Regions from separate parts of the Sus scrofa genome. Here regions 2, 3 and 4 are each linked to region 1. A link is a contact called in public Hi-C, HiChIP or PLAC-seq and promoter capture Hi-C data. All regions are on one chromosome and are shown on one strand. Each heading gives the region's core, a stretch centred on a gene start, on an enhancer-like site or on the middle of the called end of the contact. The rest is flanking DNA. Distances are from core to core; before and after follow the strand shown. Region 1 holds the start of NCF4 (neutrophil cytosol factor 4). Region 2 holds the start of TST (thiosulfate sulfurtransferase). Region 3 overlaps TEX33 (testis-expressed protein 33). Region 4 holds the start of EIF3D (eukaryotic translation initiation factor 3 subunit D).

Region 1 (3,271 bases), core at 470-2,969:
CTCCAGAATGATCTGAGTGATTGTTGTCAGTTATCCTCCGGTGTGACCCTTTTATTTCCAAATTGGAAAAGTCACTTAAAAAAATATCATCCCTTTCAGTCTGGAATAAAGACTGAAAAAGGAATCTTTTTCTTCGATATACGTTCTTACTGCTTCATTCCTGAGCTGGTCAGGAAAAGCTGGAAAGGTCACAGGTTTCCAAAGTCACACAAGTGAAGGATTTTGAAGGTTGGCAAATCTGGGGGTTGACATCCCACCTATGACCTTCCTTTGCTAGGGGTGACCTTGGGCCACAGTAAGGTCAGACGAGCACAGCACTTAACCCAGTGTGCTGCCTCCTGGGAGAGGATGAAATGAAATACACCTGCCTGACATGCAGTAAGGACTCAGGAAAGTACATACATGCTCCTTGGTCGCAGGTCCATAATCATGGCAAATGTTTTCGAAATGAGCAGAAATACTACAAATGCGCATGTCACATTTTCATTCATTCTACCAATATTTAGTGAGTACCTACTATGTTCCAGATATTGTTCTGTGTGCTTGGGATGTATCAGTCAGGAAAACAGAGATTCTGACGTTTGGGAGAGTCCTTTATGTCCTCCTGCTTGTGGGGCAGCACAGTAACTCTGGGTCTTAAAGACAACACACATAACTTTTGCAGACTCTGCTCAACTGTACATGACTACCTCCTATCCCCGTTTTGAGAGGAATGGGTTCAGGAAAAAAAAAATCTCATAAGACCATCACGTCACTGATGCCTAACTTCGGGGTACAGGACATGGTTTAGTTGAAGCACTTGGGGTGAGCTTAGCCTTATTTTTTTTAGCGAGTCTACTCCTTCTGAGCACAGCTCAAATTAGTGACAGTGGTCTCAGAGTATGACAGGGAGTGCGGAAAAGCAACTGGAGCTACAAATGTGCTGTGGAAGATAATTCGTCTACGCCTAATGGAATTTACTCTATCAGTAATTGCATTAACTCGCCTTTGGAAGAGAGAAAGGGAAAGAGAGTAGCCAATTTACATGAACAAAAACTCTTGATAACTCTCTGGCCTCCGTCGACTGTATTCATCCGCAAGTTTTCAGACTCACCTGCCAGGATGCATTTCGCTGCCAGCTTCACCATGGTAACCAATCACCTCCGCGGACCAGACAGCGGAAGAGAGGCTGCTGGAGGCGTTGGGGGGCCCTGCCTGGGAAGGGGAGTGGGGAAGGCTGGCGCTGAAGGGTCCTGTGGCGGCGGTGGGGACAACGACCCTCTGGGCAGCCCGCGGGCAGTTCTCGGGCACTAGGGTCGCGGCAGGGCGCGGAGGATCGCCAGATGGGGCCAAGTTCAAGGTCTCAGAGAGTAACCTGGAAGATGCCAGCGAGGCGATTCGGATCCCGTCCCAGGCACAGCTCCAGTTAGTGGGAAGCAGGAATAGTGATCCAGCAACCTTCCCGCCCCCAGAACCGCAACAGATGGGCTTCTCGGGCAACCATGCCCCGCCTGCCCCGCCTTCTCTATTTCCTCCTCCTCCTCCTTGCTGGTTGTGGATTGGCTGCCACCAAAAGCTCCCACACCCGAAAGCTCCCGAAGACCAGTGGGAAGGAGGGGCGGGGATAACAGCCCTTTCTCGCCAGGTAATTCGTAGCAGTATCTGCTCTTCAAACTTTTCTCGCTTGGCTAATAGTTGTAGAGCATGTCAATCATCTCCACCTCCCGCCCCCTCACCTCTGGAAAGTTCAGGGAAAAACAGCTCCAACAACTTATATCCAGAAGCGGTGATAAAAGCAGCTTTCTGATTGGCCAGAGGCTGGCTTGGACCATCTCGGGAGGAACGCGTACCCTCCTCCCCTTCTGGAAGTGGGTTCGCCCACGGAGGGGGCCAGTTGGGAGCGCGGGAGACTGGAGCGGCGCCTGCGCAGTGGACAAGGTGCAGTTGCCCAAGCGGAACTTTGAACCCGCTCTGTTGGGCCGAGGTTCTTGTCGCCCCCTCAAGTCCCAGATTCCGGGGAGAGCGACGTAAGCTGCATCAAGAAATCTAGTCCTTGGCTCGCATCTCACAGGGAAATCTGATTTTTAAAGCCCGAGAATGTCATGCTTTAAAATGTAAAATAGGAAAGTGTTGAAAGTGATGTCTGTGGACAAAGAGAGAACAAGTGAGTTTAATGTGGGGGAGCAGCGGGACTCAGACACTTGAAGCCCTACTTTCCTGAGTCCAGCCCCTCTTGTAAAATGGAGAATATATCACATACCGCACATCATCGAATGAAAGCCAGCCCCAGGACACTCCCCATCCCACAGGGAGGCTCCGAGGATGTCTGTTGACTTTCTGGGGGAGGCTCCTCTTGCTGAAAGAGGAACCTCAGACTGAAATCACTGCCGCCGCCGTCTTCCTGACCTGGTGACCATCGTGGCACATCGCCTCGCCCCTGAGCCTGTTTCCTCGTTAAAAATGGGCTAGTGGAACCCACCTCCTGGGGTTGTCCTGACGCTCAAAAGAAGGTCTGTAAGTGCCTGGAACATAGTAGGGGCTCAACAGTGAGGAATGGATGAATGAGAAGAGATTCATCTGGACAAATTTCATTGATCATCACTGCCGTATGCCAGGTGCAGGCACCCCTGTTCTGCCTCTGCTGGGGCCCCCTGGGATGGCTGGTGCTGAGCAGGAAGATGCCCTCAGTGAAGGTGCCTGCCCCCGGGGGTTTGTCATCACAGGCCTTTCAGTTACCTGGAACTTGCCTCACCTGCTCAGTGTCTCCCTGTGGCTACCAGCCTTGCGCTGGGCCATGAACACACATACACTCCACACATTTCTGTGGATGCTTCAGCCTTGAATTGGGAGTGAAACAGAGCAAGCTGCCTGGAAGTTTCTTTCCTTGGGACTCATTCCTGGTATTGTGATTAAGATGTGTCTCCTGCCTTCCCCTCACCTACTTGTCTTCTTTGGAAACATCATGCAAGTCTGTCTCAGACACCCCAGGCCTCGGTGAGTCAGAAAGCCTCTGCCTGGTCTTTCTGCCCCCGCCCCGCTTCCAGGCTGCCCTGCTAATTAATCCCTCAGAGGCCCTCTTGAGTAAGTCACTCTTTGAGGCAGCTCCATGGAGCTGAGATGCTGAAACACATTTGGGGGAGATATATCTGGGAGCCTCAGTTTCCCCATCTGTGAGGGGCAGGAGGGACTAACAGCCCCTCCCTCATAGGGCTGTCTTCCTCTGCCCACATCTGCGGAGTCCACATCTGCAGAGCCCACATCCCTTTCCTTGGTGCTGCTGTGTGTGGTTTCG
Region 2 (3,271 bases), core at 440-2,939, 240 kb after region 1:
TATGTCAAAGAAGGACGCGCCGGGCACATGGCGCTCTAGGTATTCCTTGCGAGCATCGCGGGTGCCCGGCGAGTACCAGGAGGCGTCCAGCACTCGCAGGCTTGGCCCCAGCTTGCCAGTCCGGACAGACTCCGCCAGCCACTTGGTGGAGACCAGCGCCCGGTAGAGCACCTGCTGAACCATGGTTTCAGCTCTGCGTGTCACCTGGCGCGGGTGGGAATCAGGAAAGAGACCGGTATGAGGACCGTGGGAGCAGTGGGGTAGGGCCTGGGAGGATGAGCTTTGCCCCGCTGCACTCCCCCGGGGTGTCGTGTTTACAGCAAGCCGGCAGGGCTGCTGGCGTGCGGTGGGGTTAGGGTTGTAGGTTCCCTAAGGAAAGCCTGTTTCCGCGTCTCCTTGCGCCCCCTCCCGCGCAGAAAGAGGTGGGGCGAGAGCTTCTAAGGGAGGGTGTCTGGCCCTACAAGCTGCAATCCTCGCCCTCAAGATCTTGTTTGAAGGTGCCCAGGTTGACGGGAGAAGGCATCCTGGGCTTAAAGCCCCCTTCCTGGGACTGCAGGAGAGTGGCTGCATGGGGACGGTTCGCTGGAGCCCTGCACGCACCCGCGCCTCGCGTCTAGCAAACCTTCCTGCGGCCTCTCAGCAACATGGGCTCGCCCGCCTCCCGAACGCCCCAGTCCAGCCCGGCCCGGTGCCCTCTGCCCCGGTTGGGGCCAGGGTGCTTGGGGCAGACCGCCCCACTCTCCCCACCGGGACCCTCCCCTGGGTGGCAGGTGGTCCGGCCGGCGGCCCAACTCCGGGCGGCCCGGGCGTCTGCTGCCGCCCCACCCCGCCGCACTCACTCGCCCTCGCCGCCGCCCTGGCGCTCGCCCCTGCCCGCTGGAGAAGTTGGCAGGTTCAAACCCGGAGCCCTCAACTCCCCGGCCGGCCCACTCCATTGCGCCTCCACGCAGGGGGGATCGTGCGCCCCTCGCCCAGCTCCGCGCTCCCGCCGCGGCGCCGCGTCCGTCCCCCGGCCACCCGCCCGGCTCGCAGCGCCTCTTAGATGCTCCAGGATCCGCCGCGGGCGGTGGGCGGCGCGGAAGGGGCGTGGGGCAGGGCTCGGCGGCTCGGGCCTCCCCCGCTCCCGCCTGGCCAGTGGAAGGCGCCGGCAGCCCGGGCTCCGAGTGGCCGCAGCAGTGGGCTGTGCCGTTGTCTCCTCCCTTTGGCCGGCAGCAGGTTGGTGACGGGAGGAGGGGACAGCTGCGGGCGCGGGGAGGGGGCGCTCTGCGCCGGGCAATGGCCGAGCCCGGAAGCCAGGATCCCGAGATTCGGGTGACTGCGGGGGCGGCGTGGCGCTTGCCTTTCTTTAGAGGGAGCTCGATCGTCCGGATGCTCAGCCTGGGACGTCCCCCCGCCGCCCCGGGGCCAGAGCAGAGCTGGGGGCTGCAGCCTAGCAGGGAAGGCGCGGCCCTGGCTTCACCCTCAGGATGGCTGTCCGCAGCAGCTGGGGGAGGCCGGCAGAATGGGGTCGGGCTGAGTGGCCGCGGGAGGGGGACCTGTGGAGGATGGTGTCACCTGGTGCCACCAGAGAGGGTAGGAGGGAGGGAGTAGGGCTCATAAAGCCGGAGAAGCCTGGGAGAGGAGGCCAGCTGACCCAGAGGCTCCGGGGAGGACAAACTGGCAAAGAACTTGCTGGAGCGAAAGGAAACTAACATTTGTCAAGGCCTGCTTGGTGAGGAACTCCGCAGGGTGCTCCTCCCCCGGGTGTCACTTCCCACAACAACCCTGCGGGTGTCACTTCCCACAACAGCCCTGCGGAGTAGGTCAGAAACTTAATTTAAACACCAAAGAGAGAGAACCAGCGGGTTGCCCAGGGGCACACGAGGTGAGGCGGAGACCAGGCTATCGTTAATCTTGGATCTTAAGCTCAGGAGGCTAGGGCTGCTTTTTTTTTTTTTTTTTTTTTTTTTTTTTTGTCTTTTTGCCATTTCTTGGGGCGCTCCCGTGGCATATGGAGGTTCTCAGGCTAGGGGTCCAATCGAAGCTATAGCCACCGGTCTACGCCAGAGCCACAGCAACGCCAGATCTTTAACCCACTGAGCGAGGCCAGGGATCGAACCCGCAACCTCATGGTTTCTAGTCGGATTCGTTAACCACAGAGCCACGACGGAACTCCTAGGGCTGCTTTTGTGTATCTTGCTCATCCCGGAAGCCTTATGCTTAAAACAAACAAACAAACAAACAAACAGAACACAAAAAAACAAAAAACCTGCATTTGTATTCAATCTTTACGTAAATTAATGTTTTTAGCATGGGTGTGTTAACTGCTGGAACACCACTGCCCCTGACTTTTTTTCTTTCTTTCTTTTTCTTTTTTTTTTTTTTGGTTTCTTAGCCAAAAAGCAGCATATGGAAGTTCCCAGGCTAGGGGTCTAATTGGAGCTGTGATTTGACCTATGCCACAGCCACAGCAACTCAAGATCCGAGCAGAAGCTGCGACCTACACCACAGCGCATGGCAATGCCAGATCCTTAACCCGCTGATCAAGGCCAGGGGTGGAACCTGCAGCCTCAAGGATACTTGTCAGGTTCCTTAAGGCTGAGCCACAAAGGGAATTCCTGCCCCTGACTTTTGCATATGCTGTTACATGTGCCTGGAATACTTTTCTCATCTCCCTTTTATTTTCTTTCTTTTTTTTTTTCAGCCTTCTGGTGGCATATGAAGTTCCCCTGGCCAGGGATCAGATCCAAGCCACAGTTGCAACCTAAGCTGCAGCTGTGGCCCCAGCGGATCCCTAACCCACTGTGCTGGCCTGGGGATGGAACCTGCCTCCTAGCACTCCCAAGACACCACCGATTCCATTGTGCCACAGTGGGAACTCCTCTCATCCCCCTTTGAAACATTCTTTTCATTCTGAGGCAATTATATTCTCACCAAAAGTGGCAAAAATTGGTCCTTCGCCAGGTCATCCTCTGAGCTTTGTGCTTTGCAGTTGGGGGAGAGAGTGTGCTGGGGAGGCCCTTGGAGAAGGGCCGGTCTGACTGGAGCCCTGTTCTTCCTGGGCCCACCCCAGACAGCAGGCCGGGGCTCACACTTCCTCTAGTATAGTTTGTATACACTCCGAAGATGGGTCTGGGGCTGTCCCGTTTGTCTTGGCGTCCTTAACCCCCGCGAGCAGTCCCACCTACAGCCGTCCAGGCCTGCCAAGCACACTGGGACCTGGTCCCCGCCCTTCAGTGACACACACAGCCTGCTCTCCCAGACCCGCCTCTGCCTCCCACAGTCCTTTATG
Region 3 (3,271 bases), core at 365-2,864, 220 kb after region 1:
TCTTTGGATCCCAGCTTCTTAGTGGTGTAACCCTGGGCGAGCTCCTCGGCCTCTCCAAGCCTGTTTCCCCCTCTTCATAAAGAGGAGGCTAATAGCCTTGAGAATGGTGTCAGGCTGCAATAACACGGTGTGTGTAGAGCATTTGGCACGGCATCATCAGCATCTGGCATGTTATAATTGCTACGGCAGCAGGGGGTGGGGTCTGCTTTATCTACCGTCCTTGAGGTGGCTCGTTTTTTCAGTTGCCACCTATGAAGAGCAGATAGGAGCTCCTCAATAAAGATGATGTCTCATTTTGCCAGCACAAGAACAGAGTCTGGCAGAACGTAGGTACCCAGGAGCAGCCTTTGTGGCTCAGTGCCAACGAATCTGACTAGCATCCATGAGGACGCAGGTTCGATCCCTGGCCTCGTTCAGTGAGCTGTGGTATAGATCACAGATGCCACTCTGTGTAGACCAGCAGCTGTAAGCTCTGGTTCAAACGCTAGCCTGGGAACTTCCACTTGCCTTGGGTGTGGCCCTAAAAAAAAAAAAAAAAAAGTTCGGAGATCAGGGGAAAGGGCTTCTGGCCAGGAGGATGGAGCAGCTCAGTGAGGTCGTGGGAGACCCAGATTGTACTGCAGGGACACCAGTTCCTCCTGTCACTGGGTATCTGCCCGAACAGCCTATGCTGCATAGTTCCTTGCTCAGGAGCAAGAATGCTCCCAAGTTTTCCTGGTGGAAAAAATAATTTCTCAAAAAAGAAAAAAAAAAAAAAAAAAGAGAGAGAGTTCCAGTTGTGGCTCAGTGGCTTAAGAACCTGACTAGTATCCACAAGCACACGGGTTCAATTCTTCGCCTTACTCAGTGGGTTAGGGATCCAGCAATGCCACAAGCTGTGGTGTAGGTGTGGCTGGGGGTCTGATCTGGCATTGCTGTGGCTGTGCGGTAGGCCAGCAGCTGCAGCTCTGATTCAACCCCGAGCCCAGAAACTTCCATATGCCCAAAGTGCAGCCCTAAAAGGCAAAAAACAAAACAAAACAAAACTCCCAGAATTTCTCAGTATACCCCACACTTTCCTTGCATCTCATTGGCCTAAGTCGAGTCACATGCCCCTTTCTGAACCAATCACTTTGCGTGTAGGGGGCAGGGTTAGAATTATGGGAGACAAATCCAAGCTACCTCTGCAAGGGAGCTGGCTATGGCCAGTTTCTCCCAAGTCCAAAGCCTCTTGGGGAAAGAACAGACATCTGGAAATAACTGAGATTCTGCTGCGGAGGGTCCCACAGGGTAGAATCCAGCAGTTTCCACTATCAGAGCCCTCCACACGGGGCAAGGCGTCCTGGGCTTGGGTAGAGTTCTCCTCAGCTCTCACATCCTTTCCTAGAATGATAGGGGGAAGGTGTGTGTGTGTTTAGGGGGAAGGGCCCGGGGGGGTTGGGGTCCTCAGGGCTCCTCTGCTCCCTCTTTTGGTCTCTACAACCCTGCGCATTCTCCCACCCCCACCCGGAAGAAAGCCAAGCAGAGGCAAAGGTGCCGATGTGTGTGTTTATTGTTGGCCCTTTCTCTGAGCGGAGGGCACCGCTTCTCGGTTTAATCTTCTACTTCGAGTTCTTGTTTTTGCTCTTTTCTTTCTCATCCAATGCCTTCTGCAAGTTCATGTTCATTGCATTTTTCTGGTGCCACCGTCCTGCAGAGAGCAAGGGAGGTGTCAGCACAGGTCACCCAGAGGCCCTCTGGAATAGCCAAGCTCCATTGGTGGCCAAGTGTCTTCCAAAAGCCCACCAGCTGGGCTTTCCCCTCTGGACCTTGGGCCCAATACGCCTGCGCAGGGAGTGCCCACCTCCCCTCCCCACAGCTCCTACCTACCCAGGTCATCCGTCTTCCTGCCGTGCCAGTGTTCTATGTCTCTCACTGATTTCTCAATCACCTCCGGGGTGTAGGAGGCCTTCATGAGGCTCTTCGTCTCCTGAGGGGCCCCTGTGGGACCCCGTGAAGACATTCCCAGAAGCCCTGAGTCGACGGAGGGCAGGTACTCCAGGGGTCGTACCTGGGTGTCAATTTCCTCTAGGGATGGTGGATTGTGAGAGGCCAAGGGAATGGGGAGGGTGAGGCAGAGGGAAGCCAGCCTGGGTTCAAACCCCAGCTCCATCATTTCTGGACAGTATGGCCTCAGATAAGATTCTAACCTCTCAGAGCTTTGATCGCTTCATCTATTTGAAGGAATAACATGTACTTTCAAGACTGAGAAGATTAGGCGTTCCCGTGGTGGCTCAGTGGTTAACGAGTATCCATGTATCGCGAGGACACAGGTTCGATCCCTGGCCTCACTCAGTGGGTTAAGGATCCGGCGTTGCCGAGAGCTGTGGTGTAGGTTGCAGACACAGCTCAGATCCCACGTTGCTGTGGCTGGCAGCTATAGCTCCAATTCAACCCCTAGCCTGGGAGCTTCCATATGCTGCCCTAAAAAGACCGAAAAAAGATTGAGAAGAGTACATTAGTTGGAGCATCTGGCATGCGGCAATTGATACCTGTATGTTCAGACAATGTTTATGTCTGTGCGTAAAGTTAAAACCCACACACAGGAAATCAATAGTCAGCAGAATCATCAAACAGAGCACCAAATTCCAGAAATAACAGGGATTTGAATGATCAGTGACAGACCATAAAATAAGTGCATTTAATGGAATTTCAGAAACGAAACATAATAACGGAAAGATAACGGATGAGGGTAGGGGAAAAAATGTATACATGTAAGGATAACTTGATTCCCTTGCCGTACAGTGGGAAAAAAATAAATTAATAAAAAAAAAAAAGAAAGAAAGATAACGGATGGTAAGAAGCCTGGAATTTGCTTCAAAATAATCTGGAGTGGGGAGTTCCCTAGTGGTGCAGTGGGCTAAGGATCTGGTGTGTTTGGTTTTTTTCTTTTTTGTCTTTTGTCTTTTTAGGGCTGCACCCCGCTGCATATGGAGGTTCCCAGGCTACGGGTTGAATCAGAGCTGTAGCTGAAGGCCTACACCACAGCCACAGCAATGCTGGATCCGAGCCGAGTCTGCGACCTACACCACAGCTCACGGCAACGCCGGATCCTTAACCTGCTGAGCAAGGCCAGGGATCGAACCTAGGTCCTCAAGGATACTAGTCAGATTTGTCTCCACTGAGCCACGAAGGCAATGCCTATCTATGCATTCTTTTACTCATATTATCTTCCATCATGTCCTATCATAAGGGATTGGATATAGTGTTGTTTTTTTATGGCCACACCTGCAGCCTATGGACATTCCCAGGC
Region 4 (3,271 bases), core at 498-2,997, 220 kb before region 1:
AGCATAGGCATTTACCACCCACTGTAATCCTCTGCAAATGTTCAGAAGTTCAGTTCCCAGGGGAAAATTCATTATACAAGTATTTTTTGGCATCTGGAAAACAATCAAAGAGCACAGGGTACTAAATTTAGAAAACTCTCTTCCTCCTTCCCATGTGGGAAAACCAAGGCTTCCTACAGAAGTGACACTTGGGAGACAGGGAATGAACCTAGGAGCACTGTCCTCCAACTTGAACTTAAATTGTACTTCAGAAAGTGGACCGGGTGAAGGGGTGATGGTCTCAATTCAAGCTCCTACAACATGTCAGATGCTACACCACTAACCCCCCACCTCCTCTCCCCCCATTTTAGGGATAAAAATGGGCAGTTCTGCCAAATCGAGCAGTTGATCTGCCCATCATTTCAAAATGGATTTGATTTCTAAGGCTGTCTGCCCAAGTCCAAGGCTCTTCCCATGATTTTATAGCTGAAAAGCAGTCTGAAAAGATCTGGGGTTTCAGGCCGTATCAAGAAGGCAGTATCTCCAAACACACTTAAAAAAAAAGTCTCCTTGTTTTGGCAGAGCTCATGGAAAACAGGCCCAAGGTTTGACAGCATTTCTCCAGGGGGCAGAAGTCACCTGGTTTCAACACACGTAATCTAAGAATGAGCAGAATGGAACCAGCAGGAGAAACTAAGCCTTTCAGTTAAAAGGGAGTGACAGCTGTACTGGCTACAGAGGCAGGATGAGGAGGCACCAACAGGGCAGTCAGAGGCGGCCTTGTGGCCGGCAGGCCCCAGTACTGTGTACGTTTTCGCGGCCACTGCGGTCACCAATTGCTGGAAAGTAGGGAGTTTCAGATCAGACATCACGCTACTCCATCCTAGACTTCCATTTCACACAAAAGTAAGAGAACTTGGACTGTGAACTCCTCAGAGCAGGGCCGAACACCGCTCGGTTTGGCACCCCCAATACCTCACTCATAAAAACTCAGGGAGCCATGGGCCACTTTAAAAAGATCCTGAGACCCACTTGGGTTAAGTAATATGATCACATTCGCCCACCCCCTGGCCGCTAAGCGTTATCTGGGGCCAGGGACCACAACCTCAGGGAACTGCCCGGCATCCCGCACTGGGTCCGGCCCCGAAGGCCGATACCTGTCCCGCCCGTGGAAGGACAGCGGCAGCAGGAGGGGGTGTACAGAGGTCTCTTCCGGTAAGCCCCCCCGGAAGGCCAGGCGCAGCCCAAGTCGGCTCCGGAGATCCGCAGGACCGTACGGAACACGACACTCACCCGCAACGGCTTTAGCCGGCCCCGATGGCGAGAGATAGTGCAGGCCGGAGACCGCGCCACAGCCTGCGTTTCAAGGAATCGGGAAAGGAGGAGAGATGCGCGCGCAGCGGCCGGTGCCGTAAACACGACCCGCTATGTCGTAAATAGCTCGCCAGCTTCCTTCCGGTTCGGCGGCGGAACGCACGAGTCGTAAAGTGAAGGCACACCCGGAAGTATATCGGTGTTCTTTTCGAGGTGTTCTTATTAGCCTCCGAGGCTGCAAGACTCCAGAGGATGTTTGCCGTTACGTCATGGGGTATCCGGGGACGCTCCGAGAAGGCGTTCAAGTTTTTTAAAACGTGGCGGCTCTCAGTTGAAGCTGGAGGTGGCGAGTGGCTGACAGCGCCTTTATGTCCCACAATGCCTCGCGGGACGCTTCGGCCTCTCTGTGTCCCGCAACGACCCCAGGCTCCTACCTTCTTTTAGCGCTGGTGTGTTTCGATTCTCCCCGCTAGGGGGAGGTCGAGCGTCTCAGGCAGATTTTGTCGTGATTCCTGGTTTTTTCACGGTTTCGGAAGCTGAGGCCAGGAGATGCAAAGTGACCTCGTAAGATCACACTGCTAGTGTGGAGGGTGGCTGCCTGGGTTTAAACCATACCTCTACGGTTGTCAAACCTTATAATTCGACAAAGATTTCTGGAGTGTTAATTTGAAAAAAATGTAGATTTTGGGTCTAACGTCCATGGAGCCCAGGAACCTGCATTTTTATTAGCAGCTGTGATTCTGAAGTGGTGACTCAGGAACCACTTTCCTACAATGGCATTTTTACATATTATTTTTTATTTTATTTTATTTTATTTATTCATTTTTTTTTCCCACTGTACAGTAAGGGGGTCAGGTTATCCTTACATGTATACATTACAATTACATTTTTTCCCCCACCCTTTGTTCTGTTGCAACATGAGTATCTAGACATAGTTCTCAATGCTATTCAGCAGGATCTCCTTGTACGGTGCTGTCCTTTTAGAAACTCCCAGCTTACCGAGTTTGTTCTGGAGTCTTATTGGGGAATTTCAAAACATTAAAAGAAAATCTGAGCATGTGATTTTTGTTCAAACCTCAGATTTTTTTCTACCTGGTCTCCCAAGTTTCCTTATCAGTCTCTCAGCATGTCTTCTTTATTGGAAAATAAATCTGCTATTAGATCTGATAACTGGTCACGGCCATGCCACTTACTAGCTGTGTAGCCCTCACATCTCTGGGTCTCAGTTTCCTTATCTGTAAATTGAAGATGAAAATAAGAGGGTACAGTGAAGGTAAAAATAAATGTATGTGAAAATACTGAAGAATCCACTTACTAGTCGGGAGAACCTGGATAGGTTCTAGATCTCTCTAAACCTTGTTCACCTGTAAAATGCAAATGGTAATAGCAGCATGTGTTTCCACAGTTCTTTCCTGATCTGTTCATCTTCCTCATCTTCTAGTTTTTCTAATTTTTGTTCATGGTACCCATGGAATGGTGCTCATTGCAAAATGTGGTAGTCATCACTGGTAGTTCCTTTTCCCTTTTCCACCACATTCAGTCCTTCAATAAGTCCTCTTTATTCTTCAAAATACATTTTGGAGTTCCCTGGTGGCACAGTGGGTTAAGAACCCGGCATGGTTGCTGCTGTGGCTCAGATCCCTACTGTGGTGCGAGTTTGATCCCTGGTCATGGAACTTGCACATGCTGCAGGTGCAGCCAAAAAAAAAAAAAAAAAAAAAAAAAAAAAAAAAAAAAAAAAAAAAAAGAAAAAAGAAAAGAAAAATCTTGAACGCTGCCACTTTCCCCCATCATCTCCAGCTTCATGCTTGGACTCCCAGTGTCCACTCTTGTCCTTCTAGGGTTCCTTCTTGTCAGGGTGGTCAAAGCAATCTATTCACAGCCTTCCATCAGCTTCCCATTATGTACTTGGAGTGAAATGCAAATGTCTTCTCGTGGCCTGTCTGGTCCTTCACTACCCTTCATCTTTATATTCTGC

What was found. Promoter capture Hi-C pulls out the DNA fragments that hold promoters and counts their contacts. Hi-C and Micro-C count contacts between places; a contact is called where the count stands out from the background. HiChIP or PLAC-seq counts read pairs in DNA pulled down with a chosen protein or histone mark.
Region 2: a contact with region 1 is called in an H3K27ac HiChIP or PLAC-seq map of alveolar macrophages. The contact joins the promoter of TST here to the promoter of NCF4 in region 1. A contact is called at or near these places in 2 of 5 promoter capture datasets (both in liver), 1 of 47 Hi-C or Micro-C datasets (liver) and 2 of 2 datasets of contacts at active chromatin or transcription factors (alveolar macrophages and skeletal muscle).
Region 3: a contact with region 1 is called in a promoter capture Hi-C map of liver, with 2.5 times the contacts expected there. The contact joins the enhancer-like site here to the promoter of NCF4 in region 1. A contact is called at or near these places in 1 of 5 promoter capture datasets (liver), 8 of 47 Hi-C or Micro-C datasets (alveolar macrophages, brain, embryonic fibroblasts and 4 more) and 1 of 2 datasets of contacts at active chromatin or transcription factors (skeletal muscle).
Region 4: a Hi-C map of liver shows a contact between it and region 1, with 4 times the contacts expected there. The contact joins the promoter of EIF3D here to the promoter of NCF4 in region 1. A contact is called at or near these places in 7 of 47 Hi-C or Micro-C datasets (alveolar macrophages, brain, embryonic fibroblasts and 4 more) and 2 of 2 datasets of contacts at active chromatin or transcription factors (alveolar macrophages and skeletal muscle).

Annotation. Positions count from the first base shown.
Region 1 is chr5:10,992,450-10,995,720 of Sscrofa11.1, reverse strand. NCF4 (neutrophil cytosol factor 4) reads left to right here and starts at 1,719. Exons shown (of 12, transcript XM_021091535.1): 1 at 1,719-2,973. It overlaps IFT27 (intraflagellar transport protein 27 homolog), which reads right to left and starts at 1,539. Exons shown (of 7, transcript XM_021091536.1): 1 at 1,094-1,539. The coding sequence starts at 1,127.
Region 2 is chr5:10,747,682-10,750,952 of Sscrofa11.1, reverse strand. TST (thiosulfate sulfurtransferase) reads right to left here and starts at 1,689. Exons shown (of 3, transcript XM_005663810.2): 1 at 1,340-1,689; 2 at 1-204. The coding sequence starts at 183. MPST (3-mercaptopyruvate sulfurtransferase) reads left to right here and starts at 1,127. Exons shown (of 3, transcript XM_021091532.1): 1 at 1,127-1,215; 2 at 2,684-3,271. It overlaps MIR9819 (microRNA 9819), which reads left to right and starts at 1,343; the gene lies at 1,343-1,440.
Region 3 is chr5:10,774,479-10,777,749 of Sscrofa11.1, reverse strand. It overlaps TEX33 (testis-expressed protein 33), which reads right to left. Exons shown (of 5, transcript XM_013997541.2): 4 at 1,849-1,959; 5 at 1,514-1,669. The coding sequence ends at 1,581. Among named protein-coding and RNA genes, the nearest start is that of TEX33, 8.1 kb to the right of the region's middle. Within about 2 kb of position 1,614, at least 7 of the 83 cell types and tissues checked have an H3K27ac peak or open chromatin away from gene starts, as enhancers often do. A contact at or near this core is called in liver, where this site is marked.
Region 4 is chr5:11,211,788-11,215,058 of Sscrofa11.1, reverse strand. EIF3D (eukaryotic translation initiation factor 3 subunit D) reads right to left here and starts at 1,747. Exons shown (of 15, transcript NM_001244723.1): 1 at 1,273-1,747.